Regions from separate parts of the Mus musculus genome. Here region 1 is linked to region 2. A link is a contact called in public HiChIP or PLAC-seq data. All regions are on one chromosome and are shown on one strand. Each heading gives the region's core, a stretch centred on a gene start, on an enhancer-like site or on the middle of the called end of the contact. The rest is flanking DNA. Distances are from core to core; before and after follow the strand shown. Region 1 overlaps Heatr5a (HEAT repeat containing 5A). Region 2 overlaps Hectd1 (HECT domain E3 ubiquitin protein ligase 1).

What was found. HiChIP or PLAC-seq counts read pairs in DNA pulled down with a chosen protein or histone mark.
Region 1: a contact with region 2 is called in an H3K27ac HiChIP or PLAC-seq map of microglia, with 4 times the contacts expected there. The contact joins two enhancer-like sites. A contact is called at or near these places in 12 of 484 Hi-C or Micro-C datasets (the G1E-ER4 cell line, LSK cells, bone marrow-derived macrophages and 9 more), 1 of 115 datasets of contacts at active chromatin or transcription factors (microglia) and 3 of 9 other capture datasets (adipose tissue, liver and pancreatic islet).

The regions. Positions count from the first base shown.
Region 1 is chr12:51,935,843-51,942,270 of GRCm38.p6, forward strand. Heatr5a (HEAT repeat containing 5A) reads right to left here. Exons shown (of 36, transcript NM_177171.4): 12 at 3,729-3,881; 13 at 2,229-2,328. Among named protein-coding and RNA genes, the nearest start is that of Heatr5a, 32 kb to the right of the region's middle. Within about 2 kb of position 4,044, at least 16 of the 459 cell types and tissues checked have an H3K27ac peak or open chromatin away from gene starts, as enhancers often do. A contact at or near this core is called in bone marrow-derived macrophages and microglia, where this site is marked.
Region 2 is chr12:51,764,187-51,771,197 of GRCm38.p6, forward strand. Hectd1 (HECT domain E3 ubiquitin protein ligase 1) reads right to left here. Exons shown (of 43, transcript NM_144788.2): 25 at 4,343-5,179; 26 at 3,370-3,591. Among named protein-coding and RNA genes, the nearest start is that of Gm5785, 60 kb to the right of the region's middle. Within about 2 kb of position 4,710, at least 30 of the 459 cell types and tissues checked have an H3K27ac peak or open chromatin away from gene starts, as enhancers often do. A contact at or near this core is called in bone marrow-derived macrophages and microglia, where this site is marked.

The sequences.
Region 1 (6,428 bases), core at 2,794-5,293, 170 kb after region 2:
GTGACTTTGAGAAGCTGCTCTGAGGATCCATAGCTTCTGCCACAACCTCAGTAAACTGTGAGAGCTCCTGGGGAGGTGAGCAGATAAGGACAAAACAAGGGAGCTCTCTCTGCTGTTGACAAAGCAGGACAAAAATGGAGCTTTCTCTGCTGTCGGCCAGACGTCTGCAGAAGTCCAGAGGAGAGGAAGCTCCAGAACAGTGTTATGGTGACGTTCATGGGGTTTTTTTGTTTCTTTGGTTTTTTTTTTCTTTTTTACAACAGGGTTTCTCTATGTTTACAGCCTTGACTGTCTTAAAACTCACTGTGTAGACCAGGTTGGCCTCAAATTCTGTGTGCCTCTGAGTTCTGCGATTAAGGTGTACACCACAGCCAACCACCCTGCAAAGTTCAATTTTTTTTCCCCTAGGTTTTTTGTTTTGTTTTGTTTTGTTTTAAGGCAGGACCTTACCATATAGCCTTGGCTTGCCTGGGACTAGCTATGTAGACCAGGCTGGTTTGAATTCAGAGATCCGCCTATTTCCACTTTCCTGCAATTACATCATGCTTCTGGCTCCAAATTCCTCAGGAGAAGAGGTGAGGGAAGATGAAATATATCCTGGTGGCTTGAAGCTACGCAGAGGTAGTTCATTAAATGCTATCTATCCATCAAACCCAAAGAAGTAAATTAATAAAACTTACTGTCAATTGAATACTATCGGAAGGATGGGCCTTTTGCCTTTCTCGCATGAATGATTAATGACTTGATAAAATTGTTTGACAAAGGCAGTTTGGTTCTTTTGTCTCTGTGTCTCTTCTGCTACATGAGGACAAACAATCCGCCCTCTCCAAAGGATGGACAAATAAGGTGCCATGTTGGAGATGGGCAGCAGGCTCTTACCAGAGACATCATTCTGCCAGCACCTTGATCTTAAACTCTCAGTCTCCAGAGCAATATATATATATACGTTTCTGTGCTATCAATCCCCTGGTCTATAGTGTTTGGTTTCACCAGTATAAAAACAGACTTCTACCTCACTCTAAGTAGAAAAATCAACTTAAGATGGATTAAAGATGCAAACACAAAAGATAAAACTTGAAATATAAGAAAATCAAAGCAAAAATATACAAGATGAAGCCTGGGAGCAGTGGCATGCACCTTGTATCCCAGCACTTGAGAGGAAAGGCAGGTGGGGCTCCATGAGTTCACGGTCAGCCTGGTCACACAGAGTTCTAGAACAGTCAGGTCTACACAGAGAGACTGTTTAAAAACAAAACAAAACCAACAAAAAACCAGAACAACCCTTCTCTCTCCCAAAAATTCCAACACTAACCAAAAAAGATGTGACATTTAAATTGAGAACATATTAATTAAAAAAATATATTTTAGTTTTTAATGGACAGCAATAGTGTTGCAAATATGTACAAAGTCTTATAAGTCAACTTAAAAGGACAAACAACCTAAAAGAGAGAAAGCTATCAGATCAAAGGCATGGCTGTTGCTTATGTTCTAGTTCAGTGTTAAACAGGACAACTGTCCCCCTATCTGCCCAGCACTGTATGATTCCTTCTGAGCTATAAGAGTTGAGAAATTTTGATGCAGATCTGAGAACCTATACAATTTAAATTATTTACTGTGGCCCTTAACGTTTAGAGCCAATGCTTTAGCTATGCTTGATTCAATGATGGTCATCTATTATCATACTTCTAGGCTGTACCTTAATGCATTTTTTCTTTATACATAAAGTGGCGTATCATAAAAAACCTTTTGAAAGAATGTTCTTTATACCAATTAATTTGGAAATTAGTGCTTATAATTGTAAGTTACACACACACACATACATACAATAAAAAGTATTGGCTTTTTCCTGTGTTTTATCAGCTAGATGATAAATCAACTATAAGAACTATAAACACACAAAAACCTGTATCTAGTTCTTTGGAAAATAGAACAACACTAACAAACCAATACAATGCATACCTGCAAAGGTTAGCAGGCTTAGGATTTAATTTCTTGTTAAAACTGCCTGTATGAAAGGTATATTATTCACCAAGTAATTTTCCTTCCCTTTTAATATGCATTTTTTCTAGCCTAAAAGAGAAGAAGAGAAGTCACATATCTAAATGACTGCCTTCCTCTGCCAAAGGAATCAAGTCTATCAGCTTGCATTATGAGTACACCTAAGGGATTACAGAGCGGTAGCTAACTGCTCTTAGAAAGCTCTTCCAGTCTAAAGAACTGATCCTTACTGAGTCAGCAGATCCACAGCACAGGGAAGCGGCGGCAGGAGTCGCTGGATGACTTCCTCAGTAAGGAGATCACCACAGTGCGAAATGAAACTCTTGACAGCTGAAAATGAGAACAGACACTTACTCCCTGTACAGAGTCATAGGCCACGAGACCAGAACATTCAGTTATGTATAGCATCAGCAATGTTACAAAGAAGTGCTCAAAAAAAATAGTATCTTGAAATTCTAATGATTAAAAAGGAAGCTAGTATCTTCCATCTTTAATTATATTTTTCAAGAATTTCCTGGGATTGCTAAGAGACTAATAAATTAACAAAATGGTGGTGCCCTGGGTTGTGCTTAACCCTTGAGATCAGAGGCAGTGAGTTTAAGGTCAGCGTGATCTACACAGTAAGTTCTAGGACGGCAAGAGCTACATAGTAGCTCATCTCAAATCTCAAATACATCTCAAATTTAAAACAAGAAGAGAAACAAAGAAATCAGGGGTTAGAGAGATGTTTCATTGTTTAAAAACGTGTAGGATTCATATCTGGTTCCTGTTACCATGTTGCTTTGATTGCACTTCAAGGGGGATCTGACCCCTTTTCTGACCCCACTGTTAACCCCCCCCCCCCCACAATGTGTGTGCGTGTGTGTGTGTGAGAGAGAGAGAGAGAGAGAGAGAAAGAGATATTTTCACATACACACAAATACAAATAAATCTTTAAAAATAAATAAATAAAAAAGCAGCTTAGACTTCCAAGTCCGTCAGTTTCTCACTAGTTCTGCAGAAACATGCAGACTCTAGCCAGGGCATGAGTTTACAGTTACTCAAATAACTGAGACTGCTTCAGAAGAAGAGAAAAATAAATAGTTCAGACTGAGTGTCGGGTTGAAATTAAAATTTTTTCCTTTTTAAGGGTAAAATTCATTGGATAAACAAAACAAGCATGTGGTGGTCCCTGTTCTAAGAAAGCCATTTTCCTTAGTTTAAACTAATAGTGAGAAGTTATTGTCAAGCCTACATACACTGTCACAAATACAAACTGGGACCCACACATCTCCAGGGCTAATTAAATCAAATTCTTACTACCTTTTTTTTTTTTTAAAGATTTATTTATTATATGTAAGTACACTGTAGCTGTCTTCAGACACACCAGAAGAGGGAGTCAGATCTCATTACGGATGGTTGTGAGCCACCAAGTGGTTGCTGGGATTTGAACTCAGGACCTTCGGAAGAGCAGTCGGGTGCTCTTACCTGCTGAGCCATCTCACCAGCCCCAAATTCTTACTACTTCTTGTGGGTTTCCATCTGGCCTGAGTCTGAGACATGCAGTGGTCAGTCTAAAGCTCCAGCTCTCAGACTTGGCTCAGTACCACTCAGAGTTATCACCAGCTAACTGATCACACTCAGGTATGGAAACACCAGCCAGATTCCTGTCCCCTTACACTAAATGAAACCTACAGAATGTACAAAGGGTAAAGAAAGGCCAGGGAGAAGAGAGATGGCAGTCAACCTACCACAGAGAGCACCGGCTCGGCCTTCCAGGGTCACTTGCCAGGTAAACGAGTCTCCTCGGCTCTTTTCTGTTTCTAGATCTCTGGGGGACGCTGGAAAGACACACTTCCACAGCAGCAGAACTCGAGTGAGGTGGTGACTGACCACGGCAGGACCTGCAAAGACAACCTCACGTGACTCCTTAGAGCTGGACTAGGGAGCAGGGGTGTCTCCCTTAAGATGAAAATACTTGAATGTACAACTCCAATGTTTTGTATCTTCTGGTTTCCAATGAATGGTTATTAAGTGTTGCAGCCCAGAAAAAGAAACAGGAACTAAACAGCCAAGCCTGGGTCGGGGTGTCAGCTACTAGCTAGCTACTGTCTCCCGTGACAGAGTGAACGTTAGTGTACTTGAAAATCTGGCCAATAGCACATAAATGGAAGGTACAATTGCTATGGCAACAAGCAACATTGTAACATTCCTCAGAGTAACGTTTTATTTCATATTTTAGTTATGTGTACACAGGTGTGTCTGTGTTTGGGTATGCATTTAAGTGAAGTTGCCCAAGGAAGCTAGATTGTTGGATCCTTGTACTGACTATGGGAGCTGGAAAGCAAGAAGGCTGAGCCACCTCTCCAGCTCCATCTCTCCAGCCCCATATCTGCTTTTGCCTCATTCTTCCAAATGCTCCTATTATAGGTTTACAGTAGCACATCTGTACATTTTGACTACTTCAGTCTTTTGTTTAAAAAGAATTTTTAAGACTTTTTTTAATGTGTGAGTGCTTTGTTTGCATGTATGTATGTATATATGTATGTATGTATGTATGCATGTATACCACGTAAGAGCATGATGCCTGTAGAGATCAGATCTGTCAGAACTGGAGTACACTGGCTAGTTTTGTCAACTTGACACAAGGTAGTCATTTGGGAAGGAAGCTCCACTGAGAAAATGCTCCCACCAGCCGGGCCTGTGGTGAAGCCTGTGCCGCATCTTCTTGACTGATGACTGGTATGGGAGGTGGAGCCACCCCTAGACGGGTGGTCCTGAGTATTGTAAGAAGGCAGGGTAAACTGCTAAGTAGCACTCCTCCATGACCTCTGCACCAGTTCCTTACAAACTGTAAGCTGAAGAAACCCTTTCGTCCCCAGGTTGCTCTTGGTCACAGTGTTTTCCCACAGCAATAAAAACCCTAACTAAGACAGAATTATAAGTGGTTGTGAACTATCATGAGGGTAGTAAGAACAGCACCAGGGTCCTCTGCATGAACAAGTGCTCTTAGCTTCTGAGCCATCTTTCCAGCCTGTCTATTTCTTGAGGTACACTTTGGAGCTCAGGCTGGCCTGGAACTCATGACCCTCCTGCCTCAGCCTCCCAGTGCTAAGATGACAGGTGTAAACGACAATCCAGGCTTCTCACTGTTAACATCTGAAACAACTTGTTCCAGGTTAACGTTCAGATGCAATAAAAGGTGATGGAGAGGGCTGAGGAGACGGCTCAGCAGGTAACGCGCTCGCTTTACAACAGAAGGCCTCTGTTCCATCTCCATCCTCAACACCCACATAGGAGGAAGGAGAGGACCAGCTCATGAAGTGGTTTTCTGACCTCACAGGCATGCACACGCCTTCACAATAATAAAGTAGAAGTATTTAAAGGCAATATATAGTGATAATATTATCATTTAAAAACAAAACAAAACACCCTAAGACGCATTAAAAACTAAAGCTCAGCTTTTCTTTTTTTTTTTTTTTTTTTTTTTAAGATTTATTTATTTATTATATGTAAGTACACTGTAGCTGTCTTCAGACATACCAGAAGAGGGAGTCAGATCTTATTACGGATGGTTGTGAGCCACCATGTGGTTGCTGGGATTTGAACTCAGGACCTTTGGAAGAGCAGTCAGGTGCTCTTACCTGCTGAGCCATCTCACCAGCCCCTCAGCTTTTCTTCCCAAACAGAATTCTTTCACACTTAGCTGTGGGTGTGCACCCCTTCCTCTGTGCTCTCTCTGAACTGTGCAGCGTGGGGAAATGCAATGGGCTTTTGGGGGAGACGTGTGGGAGAGGCCTGAGTAGGCTAATTTGGTTCTGCCCACTTAGATATGTAAACTTGGGCAAATAATTTAACTTTTTTGTCCTCAGTTTTCTCATTTTTAGTAAGAGAAATAACAGTATTTCCCTCATAGGATAGTTTCCAAGACTTTCGGTTCATAGAGACAGCAGTCCTGGCTTGAGTTAGGCATTTATTCAGTGTCTGGTGTGCAATTATTGTCATTGTTATTATTTGGTGTTTTGCATTAGTCTTAGTCAGGGTTTCTATTCCTGTACAAACATCATGACCAAGAAGCAAGTTGGGGAGGAAAGGGTTTATTCGGCTTACACTTCCATACTGCTGTTCATCACCAAAGGAAGTCAGGACTAGAACTCATGCAGAGCAGGAGAGGCCATGGAGGGATGTTCTTTACTGGCTTGCTTCCCCTGGCTTGCTCAGCTTGCTCTCTTATAGAATCAAGACTACCAGCCCAGAGATTGCACCACCCACAGTGGGCTAGGCCCTTCCCCCTTGATCACTAATTGAGAAAATGCCTTACAGTTGGATCTCATGGAGGCATTTCCCCAACTGAAGCTCCTTTCTTTGTGACAACTCCAGCCTGTGTCAAGTTGACACATAAAATCAGCCAGTACAGGATTTTTTGTCTTTTTAAGGCAGGGTTTCTCTAT
Region 2 (7,011 bases), core at 3,460-5,959:
AATACAATTAGCAAACGGCACAGCAAGGTCATCTTTGCATCTGGGGTTATACAAACCATAGGTAAATTCAAAAGGCTCCCGCATAAGTGACAGTTAATAATGCCACCTCTTTACCCTAACAACACACGTAACAACAACAACCATGGCAGAAGAAAATGGATGATCTCAAAGTATGTTTCAGTCAACAAAATCTATGAAAGGGCAACCATGAAGATGATATTTAAAACAAAACAAAACAATCCCACCTGCATTCTCTGAGTATTACAAGAAGTACAATTTGAAGTCATTTATTTTATCTCCAGATACCTGCTGAGCATATATTGTGTGCCCAGAACTGTTCCATCACATATACACCATTGAAAACAAAGCTAGAATGTCCAAATCTCTAAGAAACTGACAAAGGATTCAATAAACAAATAATATCTATAAACACTAGCTGCGAGACAAGACCTTTTGGAGACATACAAAATTAAAGCCAATCAAAAAGAATTAAGCTTAGACATGGCAAGTTATTTAATGATAATGACTACTTAAGAATAACATCTATTTGTTATGGAATAAGTATACAGTATCTTTTACATTATCCATATAATTCAATGCATAGCCAAGTTCTGTAATCTTGAATTCCCTTTATCTTCTTTCTTAGGATATCCCCCCTAGTGATGATGCATACCTGTGACACAAGCATTCAGTAGGCTGTAGCAGAAAAATCATGAGTTCAAAGCTAGCCTGAACTATACAGTAAAATTCTCTTTTAAAATATATAAAACAAACAAACAAACAAACAAACAAAGAGGGCTGGAGAGATGGCTCAGCAGTCAAGAGTAATGACTGCTCTTCCAGAGACCCTGAATTCAATACCCAGCAACATAGTGGCTCCCTACCATCTGCAATGGGATTCAACACCCTTCTGGTATGTCTGAAGAGAATAATAGCGTACAGTGTACTCGTATACATAAAATAAATAAATCTCTAAATATAATTAAAAAAAAAACAACGCATGGACAATCAAGAAGGTTCAATAGACACAGAGAAACCCTGTCTCAAAAAACCAAAAAAAAAAAAAAAAAAAAAGAAGGTTCAATGGGTCAAAAGTGCTTTCCACACAAGCCTGACAACATGAGTTCCATTCCCAGAGCCTACAAGAGAAGGGAAAATTTGTCTCCTGGAAGTTGTCCTCTGACTTCTACATGCAGACATCATATACTCATAAAGAAAGACAATATAGAATAATTTTAAAATATGTCAAGTTTATATTGTCCAAAATAAAGACATTAATAACAAGCTGTTCTTTATGAGAACAACAACAACAAAAAACCCAACAGAATAATGAGATTAAATAAGAGAAGTTTTCACTGGCTGTATAAGGGGAAACGCAATACTAGAACTAAACAAAGGTAAAAATACATTTTGATAAAGAACATCAGATTACCTATGCTTATTTAGCAACTTGAATTTTCAGACCTTTGAACAAAACGTCTTCTAATCAAAATTGAGAAGAGTCCTAATATTCTCCTTAATTGGTTTCAAAGGTAAGCATTTTAACACTGTGAAGTCAGTGTGTGTCCTATAGTTACCAGCAAATCCCAGCATACCTGGCAACAATGTGCAACATCAATGCCATGTTTTACAATTAATGGTCTCTGAATTTAATAAAATACATCTCTAGCATATGTGAGGGGCTATCCTACAACTTACAATAGCTCTCATGAACATACTATGGCTGTACACAGCATAAACATTACAGGGTTTTGGTTCAGGTTTTAAGGTATACTCTTAGCTTCCTATAATAAAAATTTCTGATATGTTACAATTCACTTAAGTTATTTCCCCCACATCCCTTTTGTTATTAGTATAGAAGAACAATAAAAGCTTTGAGAGCCAATGGTGGTACACACCTATAACCTTAGCTCTTGGGACTCTGCTGGCAGGAAGATCAAATATGCAAGGCTAGGGTGAACTACACAGTGAAATTCTATCCTGAACAAAGAAACAAACCAGAAACATTCCAAATTTCAAATATCTGAACGTGCCCCAGAACTGATTACGTCTCTCAAAAAAGAAACTTTACACTGCGTTAGGTTTATGCTCATGAAAGCTTTAGAGAGACTTATGTTACTCTCATCCTTCTAACTAGCAGTCTTCCATGGTCCGTCAGTGTCAGGCACAGAGAAGAGGGATTCCATCACCTAACACAGCCAACAGCCTCAACATTTTACTCCCTTTCACATGGCAAACTCACAGCCCTATTTAGATCACCGCAGTCCAGAACTAAAGTGAAAAGCTGGAGAGACGGCTCAACAGTTGAGAGCACTTGTTCTTGCCAAGGTCATGAGTTCAGTCCCCAGCAGTCATGCTGAGCAGGTCACAGTCACCTGTAACTCTAGTTTCTAGGGACCTGACGTCCTGTTCTGGATTCCAATACCCATATTCAGATGTGCATACATAAGCTCTTCTTTGAAAGTATCAAAAATATTTTTTTAAAAGAACAGAGGGCAGAAGATACAGTTCAAGGACAGAGGGTTCTCCTAACCTGTGAGTCCTGGGTTTGATTTCTAGTATTGCCAAAGGGGAGACAATAAACATGATCAAGGCTATGTGGTAAAAAAATAAAAAATATTTCAACTCATCTTGACAGGAAGACAACTGTTTTGGAAGTAATTACTTTAAAGAACAAACCTAAGGCGATCCACAGCAATACTAGGTTGTATATTTATGTTTATGAGAAAGAAAAAGTTGTAACTGTTAGACAAAGCGTATAACTTATCATGATCACCCTATAGTGGAATATTTGGCAGTAATTCCAAATGTTGTAGAAACACATCAAACAATGGGATATATTTTCAAATACACTGAGGAAAAGAAATAGCTAAAGGACACAATTCCCTTTAGCTTAAACAAGCAAACAAACCCCATACACACAGGTATGTACCTGATCAGGTTGGAAGGTAGGTACTCTACTTGTTTTATTAATTTTTTTTCTAAAAACCTGGGTCCTCAGTAGGACCGACAACCACACTAACCCCTGAGCCATCTTCCTAGCCCCTATAATCAGATAATTTTTTAATCTTCTCTACATCATGGAGTTTTTCCATTTTATACAAAGACATTATTTTATATAAAAGGTTGAAAATATATAAGGATGGACGTGGTGTGCAGACCTTTAATCCCAGCACTCAGGAGGCAGAGACAGGTGAATTTAAAGCCAGCCAGGTTTACATAGTGAGTTCTAAACCAGCTAAGGCTACAAAGTAAGACCTTACCTCAAATTCCATTCCTCATCAAGAATTCCAGGAAAAATGCACCATGTTAATGGATCCAGTTGGATGGATGGATTGTATAGTTAATAAACTTTGATCTGTAACTTACCATATAAGGAGTATTCTGCTTCCTGGCCTGTGTCACTCTCACTAGAGGTTGATGTGAGGCTGGTGGTTAAAGTATTACTTAATGATTGACCCACTGATAAAACTGTGGTTGCCGTAGCTACATTGCTGCTGCTCGTAACACTCGATGTTGACATTGTCACTGTTGATGTAGTACCAGGTGTGGTCAAATTAGGGAAACTCTGAGCACCCATAAGTGGAGAAGCTAAAAATAAAAATGAAGCAAATCAGTTAAATACGCAGTATTGAAGGAACCTTTAAAAAAAAAAAAATCAAGATAAAATATTTTTTTAATTTCATGAAACACATTAATAATGAAAACATTGAAAAGCAACAACTTTGGGAACCGAACTGAAAACCAACTAAAACTTACTGTTTTTAAAAACACAATTACTGCCGGGCGGTGGTGGTGCACGCCTTTAATCCCAGCACTTGGGAGGCAGAGGCAGGTGGATTTCTGAGTTCGAGGCCAGCCTGGTCTACAAAGTGAGTCCCAGGACAGCCAGGGCTACACAGAGAAACCCTGTCTTGAAAACAAAAAAAAAAAAAAAAAAAATAAAAAAAGAAAAAAGGAAAAAAAAAGTCCATAATTACCTTTTAAAGCCTAGCTTTTACAAAAAATAAGCAACAGGATTAATTTTATTGTAATTTTATGGGAATCACTTGGCCCCATTAGTAACTTAAAATTAGAGTTAGCTAGCGTTTGGAAGCTATAGTGAATACAGGGGCTGAGTGAGAGGCGTGCCGTGGGAACTAGTCAGCTAATCTGTCGTGTAGTTTTGTGTAGCCGTCTCTTATAAAATGCAAGCTAGTCTCAAGTCCTGAACTACTGTAGGTTCTTCAGACCCTGACTTCATAGTTCCCAAGTGCTGCATCTGAGAGGGCAGTCTGTCTGACGTGGCTAGCCTCAGCTCCCTCACAGGAAGTACTGGACCCCAGAAGGAAAGCTCACTTACTTGCGGTGCTCATCACGTTCCTCCCCAAAGTGTTAGTGTTGTTGTCACTGCTGCTTCGGCTTAGGTTCATGTTGTTGGTGGCATTAGTCCGTGCTATGTTTGCCACTCTCCTGACAAAGCTCTCCAAGCTAGATGTCTCTCTTGAGGACAGGTTAGGTACACTCGCACTGGAGCTCATAGGGGCCCCGGCTGCCAACAGAGAGCTCACCGACAGTCTGTTACTTGCCGAAGAGCTAAGGGGTCGTTGTGAAGCTGCTTCCTTATTGGTTAATTCAGATACCGAACTAACATCAGGAGAGCTAACGCTAACAATCCCCATGGATATCGCACTAGACTCCCCAGGAGCTCGAACAGAACTATCAGGGCCTAACTTCCTTTCCGCATTTTCACTTCCCGTTTCCGCTGTTAGGGTGCTGGTGCTTGCACTGGAAGATGACCCTACTTCTGTTTGAGGGACGTTTTCAGCAGATGAAAGAACAACAATTGGTTCATGGACATCAGCTCCTGAAACTATACTGTGTTCCATTACAATTTCTGATCTCCGTTCCGTTTTGGTCGAAGCCAAGCTGATGTCGCTGCTACTGGCCACGCTACACACAGAGCTGCTGCTCCCTTTTCTACTTGAGGAGCCTGCAGCAGCAGACGTCTTGTCTGGACAGTTGTTTTTCACCAAGCTGCTCCATGATTGCGTTGTGCCTGAAACAGTGGATGAAACAGGTTTGGGTGATGCCACTGTATCAGGGTCGTACCCTGGTGCAAGCTTGAGGTCAAATTTTCCTTCTGCGCCCATACGGTAAGAGTTTGAGCCACCAGCATCCCAGGTGACATCAATCCAGCCTGGAAAGGGACAGGAGTTTGTGAGACCCAGCAGAAAGCAGAGAGGAGCGTTAGACAGTAGCTCCACAAACGGGATCAGCGTTTCATGGCGCTGTACTTCCCTCAATTGCTAACCAACAGGTTTGCCAACTAAAAGACAAGTTTTGAACTCAGATTAATTAAAATATTATTTGATACTATTATTAGTCTATCTGAAGGTCTATACTATTTAATTCTCACATAATAATATTAAGTATGCATTATATACGATGTTTCTGGGATATCTCTAAAATTCTTCCTTTTATTAGATTTATCTCTGGACAGCCCAAGACTGGTAAATTTTTTTCTTTTATTCAAGACAGGGTTTCTCTGTGTGGCCCTGGCTGTTCTGGAGCTCACGCTGTAGACCAGGCTAGCCAACTCAGAAATCTGCCTGACACTGCCTCTCAAGTGTCACTACCACCAGGCCAACTAGTGATATATAAAAACATTAAAAACTGATTATTTACATGTATTCTGTTAAAAGGGGAAAAAAACACTTTTAAAAATTGATGCTGAGGGTGAAATCTAAGGCCTGACATATACAGGCATCTACCACTAAACTGCATTTCCAACTACAGAAACAATATTAGTTATAAAAGAAAAAACTGAGATTTCAACAAGTGAAAATTTTTGACCTGTTAAATGTGACTATATGATTATCAAATGTTTCTTCTTGAAAAAAGCACTAACCATTAATTTTAAAGGTTGGAATAAAATCTAAAAAATGACAGATAAGCATGCTTATGTCACTTACAGAAATTTTAGATTACTAGCTCAAATAAAATACTAAGTTGGCATTTCAATTGTCTTCTCAAAGTTTACTGGTTAGTTGATTTTATGGTTTAGTTTACTAGATTTGAGTACGCACAAAAACATCCTAGAAACAATTTAAAAGCAAGTTGAGTTCTTTGAGGATTTATATACTAAAGCTATTAACAAATTAAAAGATATTGGATCTATACTTACATATGAAAAATGTTAGTTTTTTGAAAGGGGTAATAAAATTACAAAACCCCCCAAAACTAGTTGCCTAAGAAGGAAGCTAATAGAAAGTTCAGTGTTACGTTAGTTAGAGGCTGACTCCCCAGGAAGAGACACACCAAGAGCTCTGACTTGGAAGTGCACTGAGCTCGTAGAGAGCGTAAGTAGCTGTAAGCATCCCTGAGCACTTGACACGCCGTTCATGACACACAGTAACGGGGCTCCGAGGAGCCCTGAGCCGCCTGCACTTATCTATTCATGAGTTATTTGAAAGGAAAACTGACTGCTGCAAATCTGCATAAGCTTAGATAGTATATGTATTGTAGATATAATATAAGCATATTATATATATTTTGTATTCGTATTTCTTGCTGAAATAACTTTTGAAGAACCAACATTTAACTTTCTCATTTGCTACACAGGAAGTATAAGAAAAGGTTCAAAAATACATCCCAGTATCAAATAAAGTTGAGACTTATATTGCATTGATAACAATATATACTCAAATTATCAATCTCTCTCTCTCCACACACACACACACACACACATATATATATATATATATACACACACATATGTATATGAATACTATTAAATATAAATATGTATGTTTTACCCAGAAGACAAGTTAATCATATTTTGCTTTGACCATTGAATAGATGAATTTAACAGAGTCCCTTTACAATCCTGTAGAATAAGTGGATAAACAGGTAGTTCCACCAACACAGAGACTCTTCAGAAGAGCAATGGGTATACCTGATGCCATGTGGGAATATACTAAAAAGTGCACCCCATTTATATTAGGTTTGAGAAAACTTTTAAAAGGTAAA